2 separate regions of the Mus musculus genome follow, and region 2 is linked to region 1. The links are chromatin contacts, called in public HiChIP or PLAC-seq maps. All regions are on one chromosome and are shown on one strand. The core of a region is the stretch at or near the end of the contact, and the rest is flanking DNA. Distances in the headings are between cores, read along the strand shown. Region 1 holds the start of Nipsnap1 (nipsnap homolog 1). Region 2 holds the start of Cabp7 (calcium binding protein 7).

The links. HiChIP or PLAC-seq counts read pairs in DNA pulled down with a chosen protein or histone mark.
Region 2: a contact with region 1 is called in an H3K4me3 HiChIP or PLAC-seq map of embryonic stem cells, with 32 read pairs. The contact joins the promoter of Cabp7 here to the promoter of Nipsnap1 in region 1. A contact is called at or near these places in 8 of 39 promoter capture datasets (cranial neural crest, embryonic stem cells, frontonasal cranial neural crest and 4 more), 1 of 15 datasets of contacts at CTCF or cohesin (embryonic stem cells), 13 of 484 Hi-C or Micro-C datasets (the G1E-ER4 cell line, bone marrow-derived macrophages, embryonic stem cells and 3 more), 7 of 115 datasets of contacts at active chromatin or transcription factors (embryonic stem cells, neural tube and stem cell-derived neural progenitor cells) and 3 of 9 other capture datasets (adipose tissue, liver and pancreatic islet).

What each region holds. Positions count from the first base shown.
Region 1 is chr11:4,870,592-4,876,258 of GRCm38.p6, reverse strand. Nipsnap1 (nipsnap homolog 1) reads right to left here and starts at 2,308. Exons shown (of 10, transcript NM_008698.3): 1 at 2,156-2,308. The coding sequence starts at 2,253.
Region 2 is chr11:4,744,732-4,750,422 of GRCm38.p6, reverse strand. Cabp7 (calcium binding protein 7) reads left to right here and starts at 3,244. Exons shown (of 5, transcript NM_138948.4): 1 at 3,244-3,804. The coding sequence starts at 3,696. Gm35102 (a long non-coding RNA gene) reads right to left here and starts at 4,597. Exons shown (of 4, transcript XR_003949631.1): 1 at 3,845-4,597; 2 at 2,938-3,105; 3 at 2,599-2,651; 4 at 1-2,494.

The sequences.
Region 1 (5,667 bases), core at 1,059-3,558:
CTTTAATCCCAGCACTCGGGAAGCAGAGGCAGGTGGATTTCTGAGTTCGAGGCCAACCTGGTCTACAGAGTGAGTTCTAGGACAGCCAGGGCTATACAGAGAAACCCTGTCTCAAAACAACCAAACAAACAAACAATAAATGAAGAAATAAAGGAAAAACAGATGATCTTGGGCCAGTGTAAAGGCACTGGCTGCCAAGTCTAACAACCTGAGTTAGATACCTGGGAGCCACAAGGTGACTTCCACACATGTGCCATAGGACCGACCATATGACATGTACATGTACATACACACACACAAATACAAGTGTTCATTTGCATATGCACACAAAGTAGTTTTTAAATTATGTTATGTGTTGGTTTTTGCCTGCATGGGCATCACTTGCACACCTGGACCAGGCCGGAAGAAGGCCTGGAAGTAGAGTAACAGGCAGCTGTGAACCAGTGCATGCGTGAGTGCACATGCGCTGGGAATCAACCTCTGTACTCTTAAAGAGCCAGTGCTCAGAAGTGTGAGCCATGTCTCTAGTCCTCAGAATAACTTTTGTTTGTTTGACTTTCTATGTAGTCCTAACTGTCTTGGAGCTGGGTATGTAGAACTATGAGGGCTTCCAACCCAGAGATCCTCCTGCCTCTGCCTTTTAAGTACTGGAATTAAAGGTGCATGCTGCCACACCTGGCCCAAAATAATTTTTTTTTCCTTTTGGTTTTTGAGACAGGGTCTCTCTGTGTAGCCCTGGCTGTCCTGGAACTCACTTTGTAGACCAGACTGGCCTTGAACTCCAAGATCTGATTGCCTTGAGTGCTTGAATTGAAGTCATGCACCACCTCTAGGCTTAAAATATTTTTTTAAATGTTATAAAAGATTATTTTTCTGGATATCCTTTCTCACAATGACAGAAATTGTTTGAGGCATAAGCATGGTCTCTTTAATCCAATGAGGGCTGGAGATGTCATTGTTTACTTGGTGGAGAGAGCACTACATTAGCCTAGCATACCTAAACTCCTGAGTTCTCTTCCTAGCAATAGAAAACAAGGCTATCAGACACATCCTATTTTCTCCTCCTACCCAAGGTCATCCCTCCAGAAAAGGCTGAGTTTACAAGGTACACTCTAGGCTTTTTTCCCATTGTCGGCTTCTCTCTCATTACCCAGCACGGAAGTGAAGGGCACGCGTCCCAACTCTTCTATCCGTGCTTTCCTAATGTGCACAGCGATCTAACGGAACTCCATGGCCACATTCTTGGGCTGGGGCAGGAGTAACGCAGGTCCCTTTCCACAGGTGTGAGGGCAGGTGTTCCACTTCTTTAGCTAATGCTTTTTGCACAAACCCTGTCCTAAAACTTGTGAGGGTGTGGGGCTGGGGAAACAGGAGAGCAGGGTCAGAAGTGCTCCGGGTGATAGGTGCAGAGATGGGGGTAGCACCGGGCGTGGCATCGAGGAGGGAGGAGCAGCCCAGAGCCAGTCAGGGGAAGGAAGCCAAGCTCTCCAAAGCCAGAATTGAGCCTCTCTCCTAGGAGGCCACCAGCCGTGGTACAAAGTGCAGAGTGCATCGTAAGACCTGGGTCCTAACATCCAGAGCTGCCTCCACATGGCACGGACGCTGACCTTGAACAGCTCCCACCCCACTCTGTTGACCCACCTGTACAAAGCAGGGTGCGGAATCACTTTGGGAATTCCCACCGTACCCCCAGTCCTCCTCTCCTTCCAAAACTTTCTGCTGGCTCAGAAGACCCCAGCGCGTGCTAAACCACAAAGGCCAGGCAAAAGGCTGCCAATATCCTCTGCCTTCGTCCGGGATCCAGGGCTCAAAACCTGTCCCTCCCACTCACCTCATTTTTTATTCTCAGCCCAGATCCAGGTCCCAAACAGGACAAAGAACCTGCCCAGCTAGGCATGGTAGTGCACACCCTCACTATCTGGGAGGCAGAGGCAAGAAGATTCCGAGGTCGAATCACATGTAGTACGAACCTGTTTAAAAACCAAAACCATCCCCATACCTTTTCACCTTCCCCATTCTTTCTCAGCCTCAGGCCTACATCCTGGTAGCTCTCTGCCTCTAACCCCTCAATTCCAAATCCGAGAGTCTGTTTTTCATTCCAGCCCCCTCCCCTGCTCCTGTTCCGGGCACGCAGTCAGCCCCGTCGGCCTCTCACCGCACAGCACCCGCAGCCGCGAGGTCCCCAGCACGGGGTCTCGGCTTCGTGAATAGCCGCCGTGCCGCTGCAGAGATGATGCACAACCGCGGAGCCATGTTGGACCGGAGCAGGTTGGAGGAAAGCCACGCCTCAGCCCAGTGGCTGGGGGCAGGACTAGAGAAAACCACGCCCTCCCCTCGCCAGCTTCCCTTTCAAACACAAGCAGGTGGGAGTCCCCCAACTCTACAGTTGCACAGTCCATACCCACACCTCCGAGCTCTTGAAACTCTGCAGCTAACTAGTTCTGTTCTCTTCAACGACCTTTTCCCCTCTGTACCTGGGAATTCATCTCGATAATCGCAGGGTTGTATGTCCTGGACATTCTGAGGATAAACTAAAGACAGTCTTTATACCCCTAAAATTGTTCACAAACTATGTGAGTTCCCTTCCTCCTTGGGTGCTGGAGGTGGAGCCCAGGACCTCACACATGGCTTGGCAAATGTTCTGTCTACATCTTGTGTTCTTCTGTGTCAAGGCATCAACAGACAATATTTGTCTATTCAAAAGAACAAAATCTATAACAATTTTTAAAAGAGAGAGAGAGAGAGAGCCTGGGGGGGGTCCAGAAGCCTCAAATATCCTGGAACTGGAGTTTAAAGGAGATTTTGAGGCACTCTAATGGGTACTGGGATCCAAACTCAGGTCTCCTCCAAGAGCTTTTAAAGGCAGAACTGTCTCTTTAACCATTTAAAACAGATGGACAAGACTCTGAGCAAGCAGGATGCTCTTTCTCCAAAGCCCGAGTGTGATGGTGCACTTAAGAGGCTGAGACGAACTGGGCAGTGGTGGCGCATGCCTTTAATACCAGCACTCGGGAGACAGGCGGATTTCTGAGTTCGAGGCCAGCCTGGTCTACAAAGTGGGTTCCAGGACAGCCAGGGCTATACAGAGAAACCCTGTCTCGAAAAACAAAATAAAACAAAACAAAACAACAACAAAAAGAGACTACGGAATTAAAACAACAAACAAAAAACATTTTCTCTTCACTGTCTATTCACCTGGAGGCTCTATATTTGCTTTCTCAGCCCACACAGAGATGGATCCCTTCTGATCCCCTGGGGGACACAGGGACAGAGACACACCAACGGGGGAGTGGGGTGGGGGAGGATGCCAAGCCACCGACTGTAATTCGGTGCAGGGGATTTACAGCCGGTATAACTAACTTCCGGAGTGCTTCAAACTGTGAGTCTGGCAAGTTAGGTCTCATCTAAGATCTTGAGACAGCAAAGGTTGGCTGAACAAGTCCTATCTGTACTTCTTGGCAGCCAAGGCCTGGTGGAGCAGACAAATCACTCCAATCACTGCTGACTGAAACCTCCAAGGCAGAGATGTTAGCCATGCCCCGCCCCCTCCATCAGCTAGGCTACTGGCAAGTGAGCCCCAAGGATCTCCTTGTCTATGCTTCCCCAACATTGGGATTACAAGCAACCTCTCCTGCTGTGGTGCTGGGAATCGAACTAAGGTCTTTGGGCTTATACTAACGTGACCCAGTCCGTGGGTCAGACAACAGGGTGAGAGAGAGAGAGAGAGAGAGAGAGAGGGAGAGAGAGAGAGAGAGAGAGAGAGAGAGAGAGAGAGAGAGAGAGAGAGAGAACTGAGGGGGCAAGAGATGTGAAGAATGGAGTGGAGACAAGACAGCCTGTCTGATCAAGTCTCCAGTCTCCAGTCTCATTTATTGTAAGGCAGCTATGGGTATATATAAGCACAAGCTGGGGTGGGGTGCAGCTGGAGACACTTAACCACAAGTCCAGGATGTATAGGAGAAAAACAAGATGTTATCAGAGTGTGTTCAGCTGTGGTGGGCTTCTTGTAAAACCAGCCTGCTAGGAAAACCAGTCTCTTGTCAGGGTGGACAAGCACCACCTGTAGGTAAACAGCCCAAGATGGCTGCAGAGATGGTAGCCGCTTTCTGCTAGGAGTCGGCTTCCAACACTAACTGAGCTATCCTCAACCCAGCCATTTAAATTTCAACTATGTGGGAGTTTGGATGGGAACGACCATCTTAGGCTCACATATGTTTGAATATTTGGTGTCCAGCTGGTGGAGCTATCTGGGAAGGACTAGAAGCGTGGCCTTGGTTGAAGAGCTATGTCATTATGTGCAGGTTTTGAGGTTTCAAACACCCACAGCCATTTCTATCACCTCTCCTGTGGATCAAGATGTGATCTCTCAGTTACTGCTCCAGCACTGCGCCTGTCTTATCTGCTGCCATGCCTCCTGCTATCATGGTCATGAACTCTAAGCCTCTGGAACATATGTAAGCCCACAACAAACTCTACAAATATTGCCTTAATCATGGGTTTTATCACAGCAATAGAAAAGCACCTGAGATAAACTGTGATTCTTTTTCCCCCTTTTTTATTTAATTTTGTGTGTATGTGTGCATGCAGGAATGTATGTATGTGTACCACATCTATGTAGTGCCCAAGGAGGTGAGAAGAGGCACCATGTAGTCTGGAAGTTACAGATGGTTGTGAGCCAGGATGAGGGCGCTGGAAACCAAACGCAGGTCCTCTGCAAGAGCAGCCAATGCACTTAATGCTGACCCATCTCTCCAGCCCTTCCTTTGAGTTTTTGTTTTGTTTTGTTTTGTTTTGTTTGTTTTTGTTTTTGGCTTTTTCCAGACAGGGTTTCTCTGTATAGCCCTGGCTGCCCTCGAACTCACTCTGTAGACCAGGCTGGCCTCAAACTCAGAAATACCCCTGCCTCTGCCTCCCAAATGCTGGGACTAAAGGCGTGCGCCACCACTGCCCAGCAAATGTGTAGCCCAGGCTGGCTTCGAACTCGTGATCCTCCTGCCTCTGCCTCTGCCTCTGCCTCTGCCTCTGCCTCTGCCTCTGCCTCTGCCTCTGCCTCTGCCTCTGCCTCTGCCTCTGCCTCTGCCTCTGCCTCTGCCTCTGCCTCTGCTGCCCTTTGAGTTTTCTTAAGATGCTACTATGAACACACATTATTTTGTATGATTTATTTACAAAGGAAACTGTGTATCAACATGATAAACAGAACCAGAATCAGTTGTCCCAGCAGGTGGAAACATGGAAATAAATGCAGTGTTGAGGACTGTAGCCCAGTCAGCAGGCTGCCAGCCTGTAGCTCCTGCTCTGTGAGAGCAAAGTGGAGCACACAAAGGGTAACAGAGACACTACAGGACGTTAGAAGTCAGTGTGGCCGGGCATGGTGGCACACGCCTTTAATCCCAGCACTTGGGAGGCAGAGGCAGGCAGATTTCTGAGTTCGAGGCCAGCCTGGTCTACAAAGTGAGTTCCAGGACAGCCAGAGCTATACAGAGAAACCCTGTCTCGAAAAACCAAAAAAAAAAAAAAAAAAAAAAGAGCTCTGACTGTACTTCTGAAGGTCTTGCTTGAGTTCAAATCCCAGCAACCACGTGGTGGTTCACAACCATATGGATGAGATCAGACACTCTCTTCTGGTGTGTCTGAAGACAGCTACAGTATACTTTCATATAATAAATC
Region 2 (5,691 bases), core at 1,995-4,494, 130 kb after region 1:
CGGGTAGGTCCAGCCAGGGAATGCGCTATCTGGAAGTATTCTCTTGAGAAGAGAGGCCTCCAGCAGTGGGAAGGTAGGACCTTGGTCTTAGGCAGGATGGGAACCCTGCAGGTCTTGGGAGGAAGGGGTCAGTTTCGGGGCTTGGTAAACCTCTGTCCCTGAGATCCCTGGAAACACCTGGGACCCAAGCGTCTCTCCCGGTGGGCACCCAAGGAGTGCCATGTGATGGCAGTAGCACCTTCCCCAGAAGGGGGAAGCGACAGACATAATTCACACCTTGTGATGGAGCCATCTGCTCCCCTGATGTGCAGTGGAGAGGACAGGGCTGCTGTGCCGCAGGCCAGGTGGGTGACTGTCACTCACTCTCATTCATTTCACAGGTGTTCCTATTCTTCCACCCCAGCCCAGCTCCATGCCACACATGGTGGGTCTGAGGGATGCAGCCACAGAACCCGCTTTCTAAAGCTAAGAGTGATCTCGAACCACTTCACTCCACAGCAGACTTCTCCTGGCTTGATGAGATAAAGAGCCACCATGTTCCCTACCCCACATGTGTGACATACAGAGCCTGACTGTCCCGCATGCACTTAGATGCTCTCCCATTTAATAAACAAGTAAGCTGAGGCTCAGGGAGGACACTAAATGTCATACACAGCACTGGAGGGTGGAGGAGGTTGACTGGTTCCTAGAGGCAGCCAGGATTCCATAGTCTAGAAGATGGGTGAGGGCCAGCATGTCCCAGAGCTTGGTTTCAGGACCTCCTGCCTCTGCCTGGGTTCTCAACTCCAGCTCTTCCTCAAAGGGCTCTGCAGCTGGATTTGGTCCCTACAGCTCCCTCAGCAGGCATGCCCCTACCCGTAAATGGGAGCAAGGCATTGAGGAGAGGGACTAGGCAGGTGGCTTGCATAGCCCAGGGATGTTCTATGTCCCCTGTCAGCAGACAAAGCAGAACAGGTATAGCTGCTAGTGTGAGAAACAGTGTTAAGAGGTGGCCCACTGTGTCAATAGCTAGTGTCCTGGGCTGTGGCTTTGCCTCAGGGGAGAGAAGAGGGACCAGCTTTGAGTCACCAGGGGACTGAAATGTCAAAGATGACCCTAGAGAGTGTGGTAAACTATGATACTAAAGCTATCTTTCGTTATCTGCCACTTTGATCTGGAGGCTACCTGCCCTGGGGAGTACCCTGGTCACATGACTGGACACCTTGACCCTTTGGATTCGGACCAAGGTTAATGTCCGGGGTGGGGGCAGCCCCTGAATCCAGGGACACCTGTACCTTCAGCAGACTCCCAGGGCCTGGTCTGTGAAGGATTCCCACTTGATTAGTTCTTGATTTCTTTTTGCCCCTTCTTTTGAGATTTCCCTGGCTGGGCAGCTAGGCTTCAGGGAAGCCTCCCAAGAACGCTCCAAGAGAGAGTGTTTCCTGCCAGTCTGATAGCAGACTCCAGCTCTCTCCCTTAGCCCAATAGCAAACTGTCTGGAAAGGCTTAGCAAGTAAGGTGCTTGCAGATCACCCCTACAACACCCCCCAGTGACTGTTCTTATTCCCATGGAAGAATTCCCATACTAATGGGAAACTCCCAAGAGATTCAGGGCGCATCATCAGGCACCTTCCATGTTAAGTCGCTTCATCCTCACCTCTGCCCAGGAAATAACATAGAGGCCCTGAGAGGTTAAGGGGTATGGCTAAGGTCCCATTGAAACAAGGTGGTAGATGCAAGAGCCCAGGGCTCGCTGGGTTGGCGGCTAGTTCTTCCTGCGTCACAGCTCTGTTCTATCAGAAATCTTAAAGGAGCATAAGCACCCAGCTGACCTGATGGATGCTCAAGTGCGCAAGAAGAGCTTTGGGGATGGGTGCTTCTCAGGGGCTCTTACGACTCCAACTATAGGTCTGAATAGATAGCAACTGGCCAGAAGCCTGGAACAGACATTCAGATGGGAGCCAGGGTTTGTCTGGCTTCTCTACAGGTTTCACATGCCTATGAGAAACCCAGAGCCCTAGACAAGTCCTAAAGGTTCAGGCCTGCCTTGGCCCAGGGTGGCTGGGGGTGTTGTCTCTCACTGAGCCCCTCTCTCCCGGCGCCAAGACAGGGCTATGATTAATCAGCGACAAAAGCAGAAACAAGCAGAAAAATGTAATCAGCCAGGGAAGGGCATGGCCAGGCTGTGGCAATCAGCTTTCCTGCTGGGGCCTTTGGCTGATTGGACCCAAGGGGGCAGGGAGATAGTTCAGATGAGGGTTCCAGGAATGAGACTGAGGCCAGCTGAGGCCCACCCAGGCCAGGGGCTCACCAGATCCCATAATTGTACACGGAGACACACACATCTGTGCTCGGATACGCATAGCACTCCCAGCCCAAGGGCCTTCGCACCTGCCCACACCTGCTTCCGGGCTTCTGCCCTTCGCTGCCAGCTCACAGCTCACATGTAGGTGGCCGTGCACAGTTCAAACACTCTCATCTGCAAGTGGGTTTGAAAACGTATCTTCACAGTGTCCTGAACGAAAGATGAAGAGAAACGCATGCACATGCTGCCCCCCCCTCCAGACACCTACCCCCACCCCCATAGAACACATGCTAAGGACCGGAGGAAGGTCTAACCTGCAGCCATGTGACCAACAGGCTCTGGGTCGTCTGCCTCCTCCTCATGGCCCCTGGGGACATGAGACAGACCTTGGCTCCTGCTCTGCAAACTGAGAGGCAAGGGCTCAGGAAGGAGCCAGGACAACAGCCCTTTGTGGGATCAAGTCAACTGCTGGTGTCAGCCACAGGCCAGCGGAGTCTCCTGCAGATCTGTGCTTGGCCTCTGCCTGCTGGCCCTGCCTGGTGACCTTGGCCAATGTCCTTTTCTAAGCCTCAGTTTCCCCACCTTGGAGCCTCTCCTGGCACCAACTTGAGGATTACTGGTCCTGAGGACCCTCGCGCCTGGAGCAACCTCACCTTTCTGGGTCTCTAGTCGTTAGTTCTCAGCTCTCCGCTCTCGCTGGGGGAGGGTTAGTGGAGGCAGGTGGGATAGGGGGTACAAGGAACGGCTCCACCCCTGGTCCACACCACCCGGGTCCTGCTGGCTGCTAACGTGGGGTGCGGGAGACAGCAATCCGAAGCAGACTGGGGGAAAAGCAGAGTCGGGGAGAACCAGAGAAGGCGCCCGGGAGGGCTTGGGGTGGCCGCTCAGGGGCCGGCAGCGGGAAGGGGCGGGGGCGGGAGGGGCGGGCGGGGGAGGCGGGAGCGCGGCGAGCGCCGCACAGAGCAAGCGAGCGAGCGAGTGAGGAGTGCAGGCGGCGGCGGCGGCGGCGGTGGCGGCGGCGGCGGTGGCGGCGGCGGCGGTGGCGGCAGCGGCGGGAGCCGGAGCGGCGGGTCGGGCAGCCGCACCAGCGAGCGGACGAGCGGGCGGCGAGCAACGCGGAGCGCGCGGAGGGAGCGCAGCGCGCAGCGGTCCGAGCCAAGAGGCCGGAGCGGCGCCGCCCCCGCCATCCCTGCGAGCCCCCGGCCGGGATCCCAACGAAGGAGCCGGCGGCATGGCCCGACAGCCCGGGGCGCAGGGGCGCTAGGTCCCGGACGGGTGCCCATTGCCTCGCCGCCGCCACTGCGCGCCGCACCGCGCGCACCGCCCGCTCCAGCCGCCCCCGGGGCCGCCGGCGGCCCATGAGCCCCGGCCTCAAAGTTTGCGGCGGGCGGGCGGGCGCGGAGCCTCCAAGATGCCGTTCCACCCGGTGACGGCGGCGTTGATGTACCGGGGCATCTACACCGTGCCCAACCTGCTGTCGGAGCAGCGCCCGGTGGATATCCCTGAGGACGAGCTAGAGGGTGAGTGCCCTGCCGGGACCCCTGCCACGAGCCCTCCTACCTGTGCGCCCTGGTGCCGCGCTGGCCCGGGGAGCCCGGGACCCTGCTGCGCGACTCGGATGAGCGGCTACGCGGGAGGCGGGACGGCCGGGTGGCCCCGGGCGCCGCGGTGGGGGTCGCCGCGGCGCAGGAGCAGCCCGGCCCCTGCCCGCGTGGCCCCCAGCGCTGCGGAAACTTGCGGGGCCCCGCAGCGGGGTCACTGGGCCGCGTGGCCGGCGGTGACGGTGCGGCAAGGCGGCGGGGGCTGAAGTGGAGAGTCCGAGCTGTTGCCCCCCGCGCCCGCCACCGGAGCGTCCGCATCCTGATCCCTTCCGCGGCGCCCGCCCGTGGCTCTGCGCTCCTATTGACATTCCGCTCGTGTCGCGTTGAGAATCCAATCTGCTCCGGCAGTGGGAGAAGGGGAGAGAGGGCGACTGCCCCGCTCTTGCTGGGTGCAGGGCTACCCCCATCCCCTTCTGCGGCCCTGCGAGGGACCCCCCACCCGTGCGCTGCCGAGGCAGCTGGGAGGCGTTGGCGACAACAAGTGGCCGGATTGGGAGGCTCGGTCGCGATAGCAAAAGCCTGGAAGGAAAGGCAGAGGCCGGAACCTAAACCTCCCCCCGACCCTAGTCCCCGTGCCTTTCGGGAATAGGGACCGCACGCAGGCAGTTGGCTATTGAAGATCAGAGCAGCAGGCCGAGGCTGGGGTTCCTGGATTGAGTGTCCTGGGGCGCAGTGAGACCCCTGGGGCCTTCCTAGCTTTTTCTCTGCTGAGATTGGGGGCGGGGGTGTGCTCAAGATTCCCCTCCCCCCAGGCCTCTTGAGGCCCCATATGGAGTGGAGTCGGAGACTCTGAGCTGATGGGAGTCTTGGTCCCTTAGGGTGTTTGTCGGCTGCTGGGGGAGGGGTTGAGATTACCCAGATGATGGGCCTGTCTCCGGTCTCTGTAGTCAAGGGGTCTCAGCTTTGGGGTCCCACTTGGGCTCATAGGAGTGAGTTGGAGTGACCAACATAGGAAAGGATACTAGTGGGAGCCCAGGGGAAGCCATTCGGGAAGTCTGTCCTCAGCCCAGGCCTGGTCTGGGGCAAATTTTGGGCGAGTAGACAGTGGAGAGAGAGAGAAAGGGTGCAACTGCCATGCTCACTGCACCACAGTCCACCAGACACCCACTTCCCACACCCCCCATGAACTCAGAAGCAGGAAAAGTCGCAGAGGGGCTCTCAGCCCCAACAGTGGAGGCACAGATGGAAGGATGTGTGCTTAGTCTATACCCCGGAAACCCCAGGTCCTGTCCTGTCTGGACCAAAGCAGAGCCTCCTCCAGGTTGAGGGGAAGAGATGGGGCCCGGGAGGGGTGCAGGGCGCAGGCCAGTTTCCCTTTCCTTTACTGCCTTTAATTCTGAGCCACGCAGAAGCGTCCATCCACCCCTTTCTCTCCACTCTTGGGACAGAGGCGGCATGTCTCCCCAGAGAGATCCAGCCTCCTTTCCCCTGCTCCCAGCACCCCCCACATAACCTGGCCCCATGACTCCAGGTCTCACTGGATCCCCAGTCAGGCTATCGAGAAGCTGAGAGAGACAGTCGTGCAGGGGTGAGAAGCGCCAGGGTGGGCAATGCAAGGGCAAGGAGGCCCACGCTCCCTCCGAGCCATCCCGTGGTCATGCTGGCAGAAGCCCAGTGCTGTTAGTCACCATCACATCAAATACACTCCCTGCTTCTCTCTGGTCCCCTTTGGACTAGAGGAGGGGCCCTGGTGCAGGGGGCACCTGAAGGACAGGGCCATCCCTGTGACTGGCAGGTGGAGGGCACAGAGCCAGCAGATGCCTATGGGCATCTACACATTAAGGCAGTAAGTTCTCCAGACCCCTC